Regions from separate parts of the Mus musculus genome. Here region 1 is linked to region 2. A link is a contact called in public Hi-C data. All regions are on one chromosome and are shown on one strand. Each heading gives the region's core, a stretch centred on a gene start, on an enhancer-like site or on the middle of the called end of the contact. The rest is flanking DNA. Distances are from core to core; before and after follow the strand shown. Region 1 holds the start of St7l (suppression of tumorigenicity 7-like). Region 2 holds the start of Gdap2 (ganglioside-induced differentiation-associated-protein 2).

Region 1 (7,641 bases), core at 2,255-4,754, 4.7 Mb after region 2:
TATCCCAAACTAAACACATTTGAAGTCTTTAGCAACAAAGAAAATGAAAATTCTGGATTTCTTTCCAAGAATTCAAAGTAGAAACTAATGCTCAAATAAGACCTGCAGACCTGCAGACTGGTCCACATGACTTTGCAGATACTGGTGAGTGCTCGCTCTACCACTGACTGACCTACATAGCCAGTCCATCTCCCACCTCCCTTCCAGTTTTTGAGACAGACTCTCCAAGTTTTCCAGGCTGTACTTCAATTTGCTCTGTAGCCTGGACAGACCTTACATTTTTCTATGCTCTTGCCTCAGCTTCCTAAGCAATTAGGATGATAGGCCTTGGTCACCAGGCCAGGAAAGATTTTTAAGATTAGTTTGTACTGCTTGGATAGTGGCTCACGACTATAAGCCTGACACCAATGACCTCAAGACAGAAGAGTCACTGGGAGTTATGTCTGGGCTCCATAGTGAGTTCCAGATCAGCTTGAGCTACAGGATTTGGACTGTCTCAATAAATCAAAATAAGTAAACCTCATCAGGGGTTACTTGCTTATGAATCCCAAGACATTCAAATCAGTAAAATCTCTTCTCAAAACGCACACACACACACCCCAAAACTTTTTTTTTTTGAGAAAGTATTTCATTCATGTAGCCAAGGATGGGCATGAATTCCTAATCCTCTTTGCCTTTATCTCCCAAGAGCTGAAATTATTATAGACAGGTATCACCAGGACCAGCCTTTTCCCCTAGCTTTTTAATCTGTTAAAATCAATCTAAAGATTAGAAGGGAAAGCAGGCAAAGTAGGAAAGAAGCTCAAAAATCAAGAAGTCTTACAAAGTCCTTTCTTTTCCTTCTTTTTGAGACAAGGTTTCTCTGTATAGCCCTGGCTGTCCTGGAACTCAATTTGTAGACCAGGCTGGCCTCAGACTCACAGAAATCCACCTGCTTTTGCCTCCCAAGTGCTGGAATTAAAGATGTTGTACCAGCACCACCACCGCCCAGCAACCCTTTCTTTCTACTCATAGATTTAAAGAGATATGAATGTGCCTGTCAGCTCTGAGGAAAGGAATCTAATAAAACTACAGGAATCTCAAGTTACTAGGGTCTCTCTATGTAGTCCTGGAACTCACTATGTTGACAAGGCTAGCCTTGAACTCAAGAGATCTACCTGCTTCTGCCTCCTGAGTGTTTAGATTAAAGGCATACACCACCATGCCTGGCTCAAATCATAAGGATTTTTACTGTATCATTATACCACATTATCTACACCAATAAAGATAATGTAGTCAATTAAAAACAACAAAGAAAAAAACCTCTATTAAACCCAGAATCGTGGGAGACGGAGGCAGGAGGACAAATTGGAGATCAGTCCAGTCTACAGAGCAGGTTCCAGACCAGCTAGAACTACATAGCAAGAATTTGTCCCAAAAATACAAAACAAAAACTAAAAGCTCTTTACTAAAGTAGGAATAGAATTTATTACAAGTTCCGGGGTAGATTTACTAGTTATGACTGGCTTGTTCTACTATTACTAAAACTAAGCAATAAAGTTAAGTGTGATGGTATGCACCGATAACTGCAGTATTTGAGAGACAGAGACAAGCAGATTAGGGGTTGGGGTCACTCTTGGCTGTATAATGAGATGTTTATATGAGCCAAACCCGACCCAGTCTTAAGAAAAGGAATAAAAACATTCACTCTAGCCGGGCGTGGTGACGCATGCCTTTAATCCCAGGACTTGGGAGGCAGAGGCAGGCGGATTTCTGAGTTCGAGGCCAGCCTGGTCTACAGAGTGAGTTCCAGGACAGTCAGGACTATACAGAGAAACCCTGTCTCGAAAACAAACAAACAAACAAACAAAAACAAAAAAAGAAAGAAAAAAGAGAATCAACACTAAAGTGTTATTTGGTGGCTTTTTAGTTTTTGTCCTACTAATGCTTAAGTTCAAACACAGGATGTTGCACATGCTAAGACTCTACTAACAAACTGCCACCCTGGATCCTGGTAAGTGGTTTATAAAGGTGGTAAGCACCCTTTTCAGCATTTAAAGACAGTGGCTCATTCATACACAGGTGTATGTTAAATTATTCTTTTTGAAGAAGTGATTAAAAATAGTCTGTTCCCCTGTCAACAATCTCCAATTTCTTTTTCGAAGAACCCAGGCAGATTTTATAGAACATTGGAGAGCACATACTTTGTAACAGTCACTGCAGGAAACAAAAGACATATTCTTGTCCCTAAGTTAGCTAATGAGACCATTCTAACTTGTAGCAGCCCTAAGAGTCTGTGTTTATGGAAGAACTAAGTACTTTCCTTTTTGGACAGTTTAGCAAATGTACGTTGTCAGAAAAAGTTATACTATCAAATTTGGAATACACCCTGGTATTTAAAACACTTTTAAAGATCTATGTACACAAACGACACTCTTGACATACCCAGCTATAAAGCACCATAGTAGGTCATCAAAAAAGGTTGGGTGTTTCATCCAAACCGAATGTGTTAAATGTGAGGTTTATTTACGACCCATTTAACCTTTCTGGAGTTGAAAAAAAAGTCGTCTGGCTATTTCTCACTGCTTAACAGGAAGTTAAAAAAACAAAACAAAACAAAAGACTTTGAAAAAAATTATAGTTAAGATTAAGACAGAAGGGACGGAGTCACCTTGGGGCTAAACGTTCACACAAGAGAGCATAGGCAGGAATAAAGGTGCTGGTCAAATTCTTAAGCAAATCCCTTGAGGTTTACTGATTTATTTTTATCCAATTAGTTTAATCGTCAGTAGTAGAGAAAAGATGAGAGAGGGTGTGTATTTCGGTGGACAGACACCACCAGAGGACCTCTCCCTCCCTGACAAGGAGTCCTGACAGCAAAATCACTTCCTGAGGAAGGAGGAGCAAAAGGGAAGTTAAGGAGGCCACTCTGATCAGGAAGTGACTCGTTCTAAACTAACCCCAATCATACCTATAAATGGGGGGATGGGGTGAGCCCCAACTGCCAAAAGCGGTAAAATAACTGCTGCCTGACACGTCCCGACATCACCTTCACCTCCTCTCTTATAATTACAGAAAAGAGTCTAGAGTTAAAAGTCAATCAGGCAAAGTGTCTCCTCTTGAAAGAAGGTTGTGCTCTGTCCAGGATGAAAAGAGTTGAGGACTGGGGGACTGGGGCCACCGTGAGGCAGACGAAAGCTCCTTTAAGGAAGGAAGCGTCCCGGGGCCAGAGGGACTATGCCAGCACCGGGAAACAACCTTCTTCTTCCTGGGGGCACCGCCAGGTTTCTCACTGCTGCCGGCTCGGACCCCTGGGCCCCGTCGAGGAAGGAAGTAAAAGAGAGAGGCGGACCCCTTACCTTCTCTTCATCCGACACCCGATCCTCAAAGTCGGCCATCTTGGCTGCTCTGGCCCAGCCCGGCGGGCCGGCGCGAGGCAGGCCGGGAAGGAAGCTGAGTGGCGGAATCACCGAGGGGCCGTCGGAAGGAGCCGCCCGGAAGCTCAGGCCAAGAGGGCGCCATGTCAGTTCCGCGCGGGTGTGACAGCCTGGAGTCGGCGCTCTAGGAAGTCGGCTTGCCCCTCGGGGCTTTGCAGCCTTAACATCTTTCTCCCTGAGTTCCGGTCACTTTCCCATTCGTCCTGGAGTGCTTGGTGGCGGGCCTCGACTCTTGCGTGGCGTCTGGGCTCCCTCTGGTCATGGAGCAGTTGCTACACCTCTAAGTTTTTCTGATCCGGTTGGTCTCCTGGGCCGCCGAGTCCAGGGCACTAAGAGCTGCTCGGCTCTTTGAGACATCAGTACTTTTCCGACCCCGGCACAGGGCGACAGGTTACCCTCAACCACGTATGGAAGAAAAACCACTTCCCTCCGGCGCCACACTGAGTCCGTTTCCAGAAGAATAAGCGCCACCATCAGATGCTTCCCCGCCCTCCTAGAGGACTAGGTAGCCCCTCAGTCGGCCACCGCGCTCCGCCACCTTCCAGATCTCCAGCCAGTTCCCCAGGACTCAGCCTAGACAGAGGCCAGCTTCAAGTCCGCCACTATCCCAGGATTCCCGACTCCGGGTTTCCGGCCCTTCTCCCCTCCCAGGTCCCGGCGCCTGCCGGAGCCGCAAGATGGCGGACGGAGACTACTTCGCGGAAGCCGCGCGGGCCGTGGGGTGTCCCCATGCACCTGTTCCTGGCTTGGGCCTGGGCCCGCCGCTGGGCTGGAAAGAGCGGCTGAAGGCCGGGTTGGCGAACTCTGGGTCCACGCTGTGGTTCCTGGCGGGGCTGGGGCTGCTTTACGCTCTGAGGGTCCCGCTGAGGCTGTGTGACAACGTGACAGCGGGTGAGAGGCCCAAACCTCCCGGACAGTCGGGGACAAGTGCCAAAGATCAGAGATTCTCGGGGAGACATGGAGGGCTTTGCAGAAGGAAATTGGTGTTGCATGCTCCAGTGGGTTTATTTTTGTCGCTTGGGCCACCTCCACCCGGCAGCTGATTGTTAGAACCGTGCTGCAGTTTCCCGGCCCCTCCCTAGATCGCTGAAGGTTCGCCCTCTCTATTCTGTCTACGCTACCACAGGAAAAGCTACCTGACACGCTGCAAGCTCCAGGTAGTAGGACAGAAGAGAGCATTCCCAGATGTGTACACACAGTTTATAGACATTCCTATCGTTTGCAGGGCCCCTTGAAAAGTCGTACCTCAGAGTTTCCCAGCTGCCTAACTTAAAAGAACTCACACCCAGAAAAGCAAGATAAGCACATCTGTCATACACGATAGAAAATGCTATGATTTTAGTGGACCATACTTTTATTGTAAGACAGTTCGGTTAAGAGACGTTTTTCGTAATATTTTTATTGTGAGTAATAAGATAGTCTAGGAAAGGGAGAGGAGAGAGAAGTGCAGACAACGGTGGGTTTGTTTAATATTTTCCTTCGGCAGTTGTACAATGTTTGTCATGTAGCCTGGGCCAAAGATAAAAACTTGTAAGCAGTGTTGACCTGTGCGGATTCTGCAAATACTATTCCCTGGCCGTAGGTAGGATGAAAAGATGGACTCCTGGATCTTTTGTGGCGTTATTGCAGTATTTTTTGCTGCAGCCTCAGAAGAAGATGGAAATATTTCCTTCTTTTTGGTTTTTCGAGACAGGGTTTCTCTGTGTAGCCCTGGCTGTCCTGGAACTCTGTAGACCAGGCTGGCCTCGAACTCAGAAATCCGCCTGCGTCTGCCTCCCAAGTGCTGGGATTAAAGGCTGTGTGCCACCACTGCCTGGTGAAATATTTCTGTTAGATGGTGACACTGTTAATTTTTCTGTCCTTTGAGAAGGCAGTGGTCTCCCTTTTCTGTCTCATGAGATGACATGAAAGACCATAGGATAATGTTCTAAAATGCTTTTTGTATTTTAGAGTATTGGTACCACATACTGTCTAATTTGTCTGTAATAGGTTGGTGAAGTGTTTAATGGTAATTTGTGTGCTCATTAAAGTGCTATTCATCGAGTTTGTCATTTATTTTTCTACTTCTTCTTGTTGCTTTGAGGCCAGGATGTTGCCAAGACATCCTGATCCCTTGAGCCACTTCTTAAGTGGTGGATTTAGAGGCATATACTAGCTAGCCTGGCTTTAAACCAGGAATGCTGACACATGCTTGTGATCCCAGTACTTGGGCTACTGAAAGTACAGTACAGATATATCAGTTGTTAAAGGCCAGCCTCAGCTACATAGTAAGTTTGAGACCAGTCTGGACTATCTTAGACCATGTTGTGAAAGTGCATTTAGCTTTTTATTCTTATATATTTGCTGAAGTTCTAGTCTAACTTACTTTTACAGCTTGTATTTTAGATTTTCAGAAAAGCAGGCTAAATTATCTCACTGTGACTTGATTTTCTTTTTTCTTTCTTTGACCCTAGATATTGACCCTAGGGCCCTGTACACACTCATTTTGATTTACTTCTTTTTTTTTTTTTTCTTTTTCTTTTTTTTTTTTTTAAAGATTTATTTATTTATTATATGTAAGTACACTGTAGCTGTCTTCAGACCCTCCAGAAGAGGGAGTCAGATCTCATTACAGATGGTTGTGAGCCACCATGTGGTTGCTGGGATTTGAACTTTGGACCTTCGGAAGAGCAGTCGGGTGCTCTTACCCATTGAGCCATCTCACCAGCCCTTGATTTACTTCTTATTTAACTAAACAACAGTGTAAAACCTCACTTTTATATCCATGAGAAGATTCTTAAGATATCAGACAATGGAAACTTAAAGTCACTTTTTAAAAATTTATTAATTTTAATGTGTGTACACTCTAGCTGTACAGATGGTTGCGAGCCTTCATGTGGTTGTTGGGAATTGAATTTTTAGGACCACTGCTCGCTCTGGTCAACTCCACTCTCTCAGTCTCTGCTTGCTCCAGCCCAAATATTTATTTATTATTATATATAGTACACTGTAGTTGTCTTCTGATACACCAGAAGAGGGCGTCAAATCTCATTATGGGTGGTTGTGAGTCACCATGTGGTTGCTAGGATTTGAACTCAGGACCTTAGGAAGAGCAGTCAATGCTCTTAACCCCTGAGCCATCTTGCCAGCCCCCACTTTTGTTTTAAGAACTTTTTCAAATTAATTTCACTTTAGGTATTAATGTTGACAGTTACTGACTTAGGGCAGTCAGCTTAGAATTTTTGAGCTTTGCAATAGTGGGAAAGCTGTCTGCATTCCATAGAACTTTTGGATTTTGATCTTTTCCCAAGCTAGCATTATGATCTCTATGGTACTGGGCAGCAACAGTAAGCCAGTGCTTCCCACTTGCATTCATACAAAGTGGAGAGTAGACAAGCAGTGCTATCCAGGACATTGTGTTGCTAAGTAATGGCAGCTGGAAGGTTAGTGATGTAGCTTACATTTTTTACCTGCAGTATTTTTAGTCTATAGGCTTATTTGAACATAGCCTCATCAGAGCCCAGGCTTCTTTACTGCTTACCTCCATCTGCTGAAACATACTTGCATGATTGCAATGGACTTAAAATTTGTACTTTGTAAAAACTTTAATGTTTTCTCTTTTAACAGTGACAGGGTTTTTAAGTTCACTGACACCCAAGTTCTATGTGGCACTTACAGGGACATCTTCTTTGATATCTGGACTAATATTTGTAAGTAGTTTCTATTTTCTTCACCTCTATTTTGATACTCATTTAAAAATTGTTTATATATTTACAAATCTATAAGTATTTGTTAGGATTTCCAAAATGTGTTTGATAGTGGGAAAAAGTTACTTAGAAACAAGTTTGAGAAATACCATGTTTCCTTGTCATCTTTTAGAGCGAGTGGTAGTATTTATTACATGTTAGGTTTCTTTTTGAGATAGGGTCTCATTATGTAGTCTAACCTGGCCTTGAACCCAAGGTGGTTCTCCTGCCTCTACCTCTGAGTGCTAGGATTACAGGGGTGAGTTACCATGCCCGACTTCATTTACTACATATTGAAAACTTGTATACAGAATGGTAGACGGCTCAGGTGAAGGTGCTTGCTGCCAAGGCTGACTGATGACTTGACACATGGTGGGAAGAGAGAACCAACTCCTGCAAGTCCTCTGATCACTACTCTTGTGTGCCTGCACACTCATAAACACATAAGTGTAATAATTAAAAACAAAAACCAAAATACCCTGCATACTGGAATCAGGGAG
Region 2 (7,369 bases), core at 3,164-5,663:
TACATCTATCTATAGAACTACCAAAGATCTGTATGAGAAGACCAGCTTCCCATCTGTGTACTCTGAGTAGTATCACCTTTCTAAAACTGCCTGCCAATTCTCTTCCTTCCATGAACAATGCTTGCTCTTCATATCCAACTTGTTTTCCTGACACTGAGATGGGGTCTGATATAGCCCAGGCTGGCCTTGATTTCACGATGCAGCTGAGGCTGACCCTGAACTTCACCTCCAGCCACCATCTCCAAGTATTAGATATACAAGCACAGGACAAGTTTATGTGGTACCAGGGACCAAACCCAGGAGTTTCTATATGCGAAGCAAGCATTCTACCAACCAATGCTAATTCTTCTCATTATCTGTATTAAACAGTGACACTTTACCCTGTTTATTTTTCATCAATGTTATCTTCTACATGTTATTTTTTAACATCTTAATTTACAAGTCTAAGAGGTAGATGATAGTTTTTATTAAATATTTTCTGCTTTTCTTTTTATACTTTTTTAAATGAAAGAAGTTTAATGTCTTAAATTTATGATTCAAATCTAAAAGAAGATCTAAAATCAATCTTTTCTTCACTGTGGGTTTTGGTTTTTTTGTTTGTTTGGTTGGTTTTTGGTTTTTTGAGACAGGGTTTCTCTGTGTAGCCCTACTCACTCTGTAGACCAGGCTGGCCTCAAACTCAGAAATCTGCCTGCCTCTGCCTCCCAAGTGCTGGGATTAAAGGCGTGCACCGGGCTGGTGAGATGGCTCAGAGGTTAAGAGTGCCGACTGCTCTTCCAAAGGTCCTGAGTTCAAATCCCAGCAACCACATGGTAGCTCACAACCATCCGTAACAAAAATCTGATGTCCTCTTCTGGAGTGTCTGAAGACAGCTACAGTGTATTTACATATAACAAATAAATAAATATTTAAAAAAAAAAAAAAAAAAAGGCGTGCGCCACCACTGCCTGGCGTGTTTTTATCTTTTGAGAATTTCATATATTTTTTATATTCTTCCCCTGAACATTCTGAGCCACCCAGCTTCATTCTCTTTCTCCTTTTAAAAACAAACCAACAACATAAAGAGCAGCAACAGCAAACCAGAGCCTGATATGTGTTGGCCAACCACCCCAGCACAGGGTCTGCCCGGAGCCTGGCTGATACAGCCAGTGTCACTCCACTGAAGAAAACTGATTTTCCTCTCCCAGTGGCTACAATTGCAAATAGTGCATTTCCTCCTCTGTGCTGGGAAAACAATGATCTTTTCTTTGCCTTCTTTGAGAGAGGGTCTCACTGTGTATCCCCAGAGACAAAGCTTGGCTGACTGGCCTCTACTTCAGAGCAATGCAGGTGCCCTGAATCTTGAGTGCTGGGATTAAAGGTGTGCACCAGCACACCTGGCTTTAACTCATCAACCTGTAAAACAGATTCATTGGCAAACTATAACCATCTTCTTTTCTAATCTTCCTGGTTATATAGTTTGGGGTCCCTCTTCCACAGTGATAGATTCCAGAGTACCTCTGTGTTATTCTTTCATGCCACAGACTTTTATCAGAGAACAGAACAGGAAACAAGTAGAACACTCCCTCATACGCACCCATCCTCCTCACTCTTTCTCCCAAATGTATAGTAGCTTGGACACGGAGAATCCAACCCATCTCATAGCACAGTTTATGAGAATAATCTGCTCCTATATTAAGTGTGAGAAACAACCCTGGGCACCTGTCTGAGGCTCACCTTAGACCCAGAAGCCAGCCTGCCTCCTAGCTGATCGTACTTTAAGCTGGTGACAGCTGCTTTGTGTCCATTGAAGGTTATGTTTCCTTCACCACTGAGGAGGCTGAAGATTCGGATGGCTCCATCCTCATAGCCAACAGCTAGATGCAGCCCATCTGGGGAAGGACACAAGCAAGTGACTTCTTGTTTATTCCCCTGAAGGATAAGGATCTGAAATCATAAAGATGAAAACCAACTCAGAAGCGTGAGGCATGTAACAAGACAGCAGCACAGGAATGACCTCAGTACATACACATATCAACACATAACACATACACATATCAACACATAACACATATCAACATATAACACATATTACACATATCAACATATAACACATACACATATCAACATATAACACATACACATATCAACATATAACACATAGTACACATATCAACATATAACACATACACATATCAACATATAACACATACACATATCAACAATTTCCAGTCACTGATACACGAGGATAAAACTTGACAAGCAAAGACCATAAGCTCCTCAAGAGGTCATCACGTCCTCTCAAGCTTGGTGCTGGTGTGTATGCAAATGATCCAGGCAATGAGCTAAGTTAGCAACTTTGTATCCCAGTGATTTCTGATACAGAGCTATAAACTCATCCTTGTTGTAACTCAACCTACAGTACTAACAGTTTCATCCCAAGAAGAAGCTCTGGGTAGCAACAGGCTTCTATATATTTACATCTATAAATCTATATGTAACTCATCTCACCTCCTGGGAGTCACACAGTAAAGAGGGATAATTTATCTCTTTGTGCTTAGCAAGAAAGGAATAGCTTCTGTCACAGTCAAAGCAGAGTGAAGCAACCAATGAATCTCATCAGTTATGGTTAAGAGAAGGACTGCACAACACAGCAGAATGACAGTCCTTTGAAATTCTACTGCTTTACAGCTGGCTGTGAGAACAAGCAGAACATGAAAAGCAGAACCGGTCGACAAAAGTAGAAGTTAATAATGGCTAAGAATAATAACCCATGAAAACGAACACACCCATTTAAGCAAACTCCTGCTTGGCTGTGACTTTCAGAACACAACAGAATCTGGTGCTAGCCGTCTAGAAAAATAAAAGGGAAGTGATCTCTTGGGGGACTCACACACAAATGAGTGCAGGCAGGTCAGTCAAGGCTCTCCCACTTCACCCTTCCAAGAGTCGGTGTCATTTAACGGTGTCCATTTCTTATTTCTGACTTACCTTCTCGCCTTTCCTTAAGTCCCAGATAAAAACGTGTTCACAGGCGGGTACTGCCACATAGCGTCCTTTCTCACCACGGAGTGTCACAAAAACAATGTTACCTTTTTGGCTGCCAATCAAGCCAAAGACAGCACTAGCCACATAGCGCAGATACTGTTTAGTAAGCCCCATGCTGGGCTGTCTGATGACACCGGGAAGGCAATCTGTGTAAATAAACAAAATTCAGTTTTTGCAATACAATGACTCTGCACAGCTAACAAACAGGAACCTTTTTTTTTTACATGATCAAAAGCATGTAACTTGGCACAGATGGTAAAGTACCTGCTGTAGTACCCGCACCCACACATAAGGCCAGGCACAGAAAAATGCAGGTCTATGACCCCAGCACAGGGAAGGCAGAGAGAGAGATTCCTGGGATTCGAAGAGACCCTGTGTGTAGATCAGAGGAAGCCCAGAGTGAATGGGTCCTGCTGACATGAATGTAGCCATGTCAAGGACTTCAATGCCCCAGACCAATAGGAGAGGCATCATGGTCCTTTGGTTCAAGTGGGATGTTTACAGTGTTCCAGAAAATGTTCACCATAGCCTTCTTCCCTCCCACCACACCACCATGTGTACTGACTGAAGACTGCTCCCCACAGACTGTCCCTATTGCAATTAGATATTATCTCTATACAATCACCCTGTCTCCTTGTTCAGTTGTAAGCAATAATCCCCTCTTCATTTTCAACTGTATATAATAAGCTCGCAGAGCTTATGGGGCTGCTGCAGTTCCTCTATCCAAAAGCTCAGACCAACCGATCTCAGCTTTTATGCATGTGTGTTCATGTGTCTGCCTTTTCTACCCAGTTTTCTCTTCCCTGCACTTTCATCTCCAGTTTGTCTTCAACGAGCTGCTGCACTGGTTTTCTATCTAGCACTTCCACGTCCACGATTTTCGCTTCAAGTCATAGTAACACGCTTGTTTATCGTTTTCACATGCACTGTACCTACCCGAGGGCTTTAAAGCTTATTTCTCAAATAACTTCGCTTGTTTTCCTTCCTGCGACCTGGTCACTCTCAAACTATCCCCCGCACCTAAGTTTCTATTGCACATCATCCCCGAAATAATCCAAGGAAATCGGGCAGTTCCAGCAGCCTCGCACTCCGGCCCGGGGGCAGCGCGCGGCCTCTGGGTTCTGCGATGCAGACGGCCGCGGCAAAGGGCTTCTCCCCGGCCTCCCTAGTGCCCTTAGCGCGGAGTCCCTCGCCGCGTCGGCTCACCGTGAACACCACTGTGCGGGGAACCGCGCCCCGCGATCCCTAAAGAGCCAGCAACACTCACCTCACTCTCCACGAGGCTCCAGCAGACAGCGCTGCCTACGAGACCCGCCACTTCCGGTCCGATTGGAAGTTTCTTCCGCCCGGCGTTTCCCTTACCTTCTAGGCGGAAGTGACGGCAGAGCGCTGTGATTGGGTGGCGTGGCGGAGAGGAAGCGGGTACCTTCGCTGTCAGATCGCTGTCGCCAGTCACCCTGGCCTCTGGAGACCGGTTCGCTTCAGCCTCCGCCTCTGGCAAGCAAAGTGTACGGATGTCATCCGCCTGAATTCTGCCACGGATCTGAGTGAGCTGCGGGCCGCCGCCCGGATGGGCCCGCCCGAGCGCTGTGAGAGAAGGGCGAAGCCGGGAAGGGAGGGCGACACAGTCGGGTGCGGCGGCTGGGAGGGATTGGGCTGGCGGGTCCTCCCGGGCTTTGGGCTTCGCACTCAGGGTAGGTTGGGTCGCCAAGCTCTGGGGACGCAGGTCCCCGGGATTTGCTGGGACGCGGTGCTGCGAGCAGCCCTGCGGGTGGCGGCTCTAGCAGAGTCCAGCCCGTCCTATAAATCGGGTTCCCTGTGGTCAGACGCTGAGCCCAGGATGCTGAGTTGTAAAAAGACCCCGCAGTCCCTGGAGTGACATTGACCTGGCTTTGTGTTTCCGCTTTCAGGTCACTTGAGAGGGAAGTGACCCTGGGCTTACTGGTCCTTAATTGTAGACTGAGACTGAGCCACTCTGTTAACGAGGAAATTAGCTTTTCTTCTCTTGCCCCCTTTTATCCTTGGGCTGGTCTAGAAGTTTTAGAAACGAGGTCTGATGTCTGTAGCTGTCTATATAACTGTACGTATAACTATACAAAAGAATTGATCCCTGCCATGGTTTACTGAACCTCTGTAGCCAACCTAGAAATTAGACATGTAGACAATTGTAGCTGACAGGTAGACTTGTCTTCCTTATTTTTTTTTTTTTTTTTTTTTTTTTTTTTGAGACAGGGTTTCTCTGTGTAGCTCTGGCTGTCCTGGAACTCACTTTGTAGACCAGGCTGGCCTCGAACTCAGAAATCCGCCTGCCTCTGCCTCCCAAGTGCTGGGATTAAAGGCGTGCGCCACCACGCCCGGCCTTTCCTTTTTAATTTTAGCTACTATTTACTGGGTAAGATTTTCTTAGTGATTTAAAACATGTCCAGCTCATCCTCTGTGTTTAAGAAAATTGTTTTGAAAGAAGAATCATTTGTAGTGGGTTGGATGAAAAGAAGGCAAGAAATCGTGATGATAAATTTATTCCAGGCTGGGGAGGAACATTTGGATAGATGTGTATGGACCCTACCTCCTGTAGATGCTGTGCATTTCCTTGTTAGAGATGGGAGATGTGTGCTTTGGTGGGGAAACAGTTTAGAAGATTTCAGGCCTGCCCAACCTTTAGACATTGCCAATTGATGTTGTCATCTTTGGTCGTGGGATCAAAGCCAGGTTTTGTCCACAACTTTAATACCAGCACTGGAAAGCCAGCCTGGTATGATATAGAGTGCTGCATCTAGCATCCCTATCACCACCCCTCCTTAGACAGAGTCTCACAAAGGCCCTGTTCTGGAGCTCTCTGAAGACCATGTTGTCCTTGAGCTCACAAAGATCCACCTGCCTCTGCCTACAGCATGCAGGAATTAAAGGCGTGTACTGGCCCGCCAGGCTAAACTAGCACACCTTAATCTTACATATTTTCTTATCCAGTACTTTAAGATACATTTTCTTATCTAGTACTTGAAGAACAACATTATTATTTTAAGTTTCAAATTGCACTCTGTATGAAGACTTGCAACTGAAGCATGCTCTGGTGTGTTTAATATGTAGGTGACACTGCTAATTCACCGGAAAACATGTGTTTTGTATGTTTTTTTGAATGATGATTTACAGTTTACCTGGGACCATTGATGAAGGTTAGAGGTCTGTTTTATTATAATGTATTTATTTGCTGATATAGGTGAGCACGGACATGTTTTCATCTGAGCAGCTTCCATTTGCATAAAGTAACTCTTGTAAATATAATTGATTTGGCATCAGGATGAATATGGTGGGTGCTTTCACCCTTATATATCCTGGGCATTTAAATATTGAAATACAGAGCCATAAAGAATAATAAACCTGTTATTTGCCAAAAGCAACAAACAAGCTGCTTAATTATTAGAGGTCAGATTCATGGTCCAACTCTATGTGTTTCCCAGACTTAGCTCACCTGTGTAAACATTTGACAGTCATCTTCTCCTCTTAGTTGGTTCTCACTCTCCCCCCCCCCCGCCCTTTTTTTAAGTGGCACCATTCATTTTGTTTTATTTTGTTGAGATAAGATAATTCTGGCTGTCCTAGAACTAGGACAGCTGGGCCTCAAATTCACTGAGCTCAACCTGCCTTAGCCTCCCAGAGCTGGAATTTAAGGCCTGTGCCACCACACCCAACTTGATACCATTCTTTTTTACCTGTTTGGAAACTCAGGTTTTGAGACAGTGATCCCAAGTGCTCTGCCTGATGCTGCCGGACCTGGAGGAGTAAAAATCTGGTCTCTGCAGGCAATTCAATTTTTCAAATAACTCACAATTTGTATGTTTTTAAAAGCTAATGGTGGCAGGATGCAGGGGGAAATAAGCTACAAAGAACTCTTTGAATCATAAAGAATAGTAGCTTCTCTTTGTTTGGGGGGGGGGGTCCTTTCTCTTAAACTAACATAGAAAATATTTAGCCTAATTCATAGATCTGATTTAGTCTGGAAACCAACAACTTTTTGATACAAAACTGTGCCTCAGGAGACTGTGAGTTTTACTAAACTATAGTGCTTGTTTGCAAGCTTGTTCAAAGTTCAACACTGGTCAATTGATTTCCAGTGGGAAGGGCTTTTTGGTTTCATGTTGCTTAATTTCTGGCTAAGGTTATAAATCACTGTAGTCATGTCTGCTCCCCTTCCCCCCCACACACACAGTTCCCATCATGCCCACCACCCTGCTTGTTTTCAGTCTATCCCTAGAATTCTTAATCTAAGTCTGGAAATCCTTTCAGATATATGCATCATCTCTTACAGGCTATATTTCTTACCACACATTCTGTGGAGTGAGAC

What was found. A called contact is a pair of places that touch in the nucleus more often than the background predicts.
Region 1: a Hi-C map of liver shows a contact between it and region 2, with 7 times the contacts expected there. The contact joins the promoter of St7l here to the promoter of Gdap2 in region 2. A contact is called at or near these places in 1 of 39 promoter capture datasets (liver) and 2 of 484 Hi-C or Micro-C datasets (CD8 T cells and liver).

The regions. Positions count from the first base shown.
Region 1 is chr3:104,861,002-104,868,642 of GRCm38.p6, forward strand. It overlaps St7l (suppression of tumorigenicity 7-like), which reads left to right and starts at 3,505. Exons shown (of 14, transcript NM_153091.3): 1 at 3,505-4,307; 2 at 7,023-7,105. The coding sequence starts at 4,094. Capza1 (capping protein (actin filament) muscle Z-line, alpha 1) reads right to left here and starts at 3,504. Exons shown (of 10, transcript NM_009797.3): 1 at 3,339-3,504. The coding sequence starts at 3,377.
Region 2 is chr3:100,158,050-100,165,418 of GRCm38.p6, forward strand. It overlaps Gdap2 (ganglioside-induced differentiation-associated-protein 2), which reads left to right and starts at 4,414. Exons shown (of 14, transcript NM_010269.3): 1 at 4,414-4,616. Wdr3 (WD repeat domain 3) reads right to left here and starts at 4,358. Exons shown (of 27, transcript NM_175552.5): 1 at 4,295-4,358; 2 at 2,971-3,173; 3 at 1,717-1,926. The coding sequence starts at 3,141.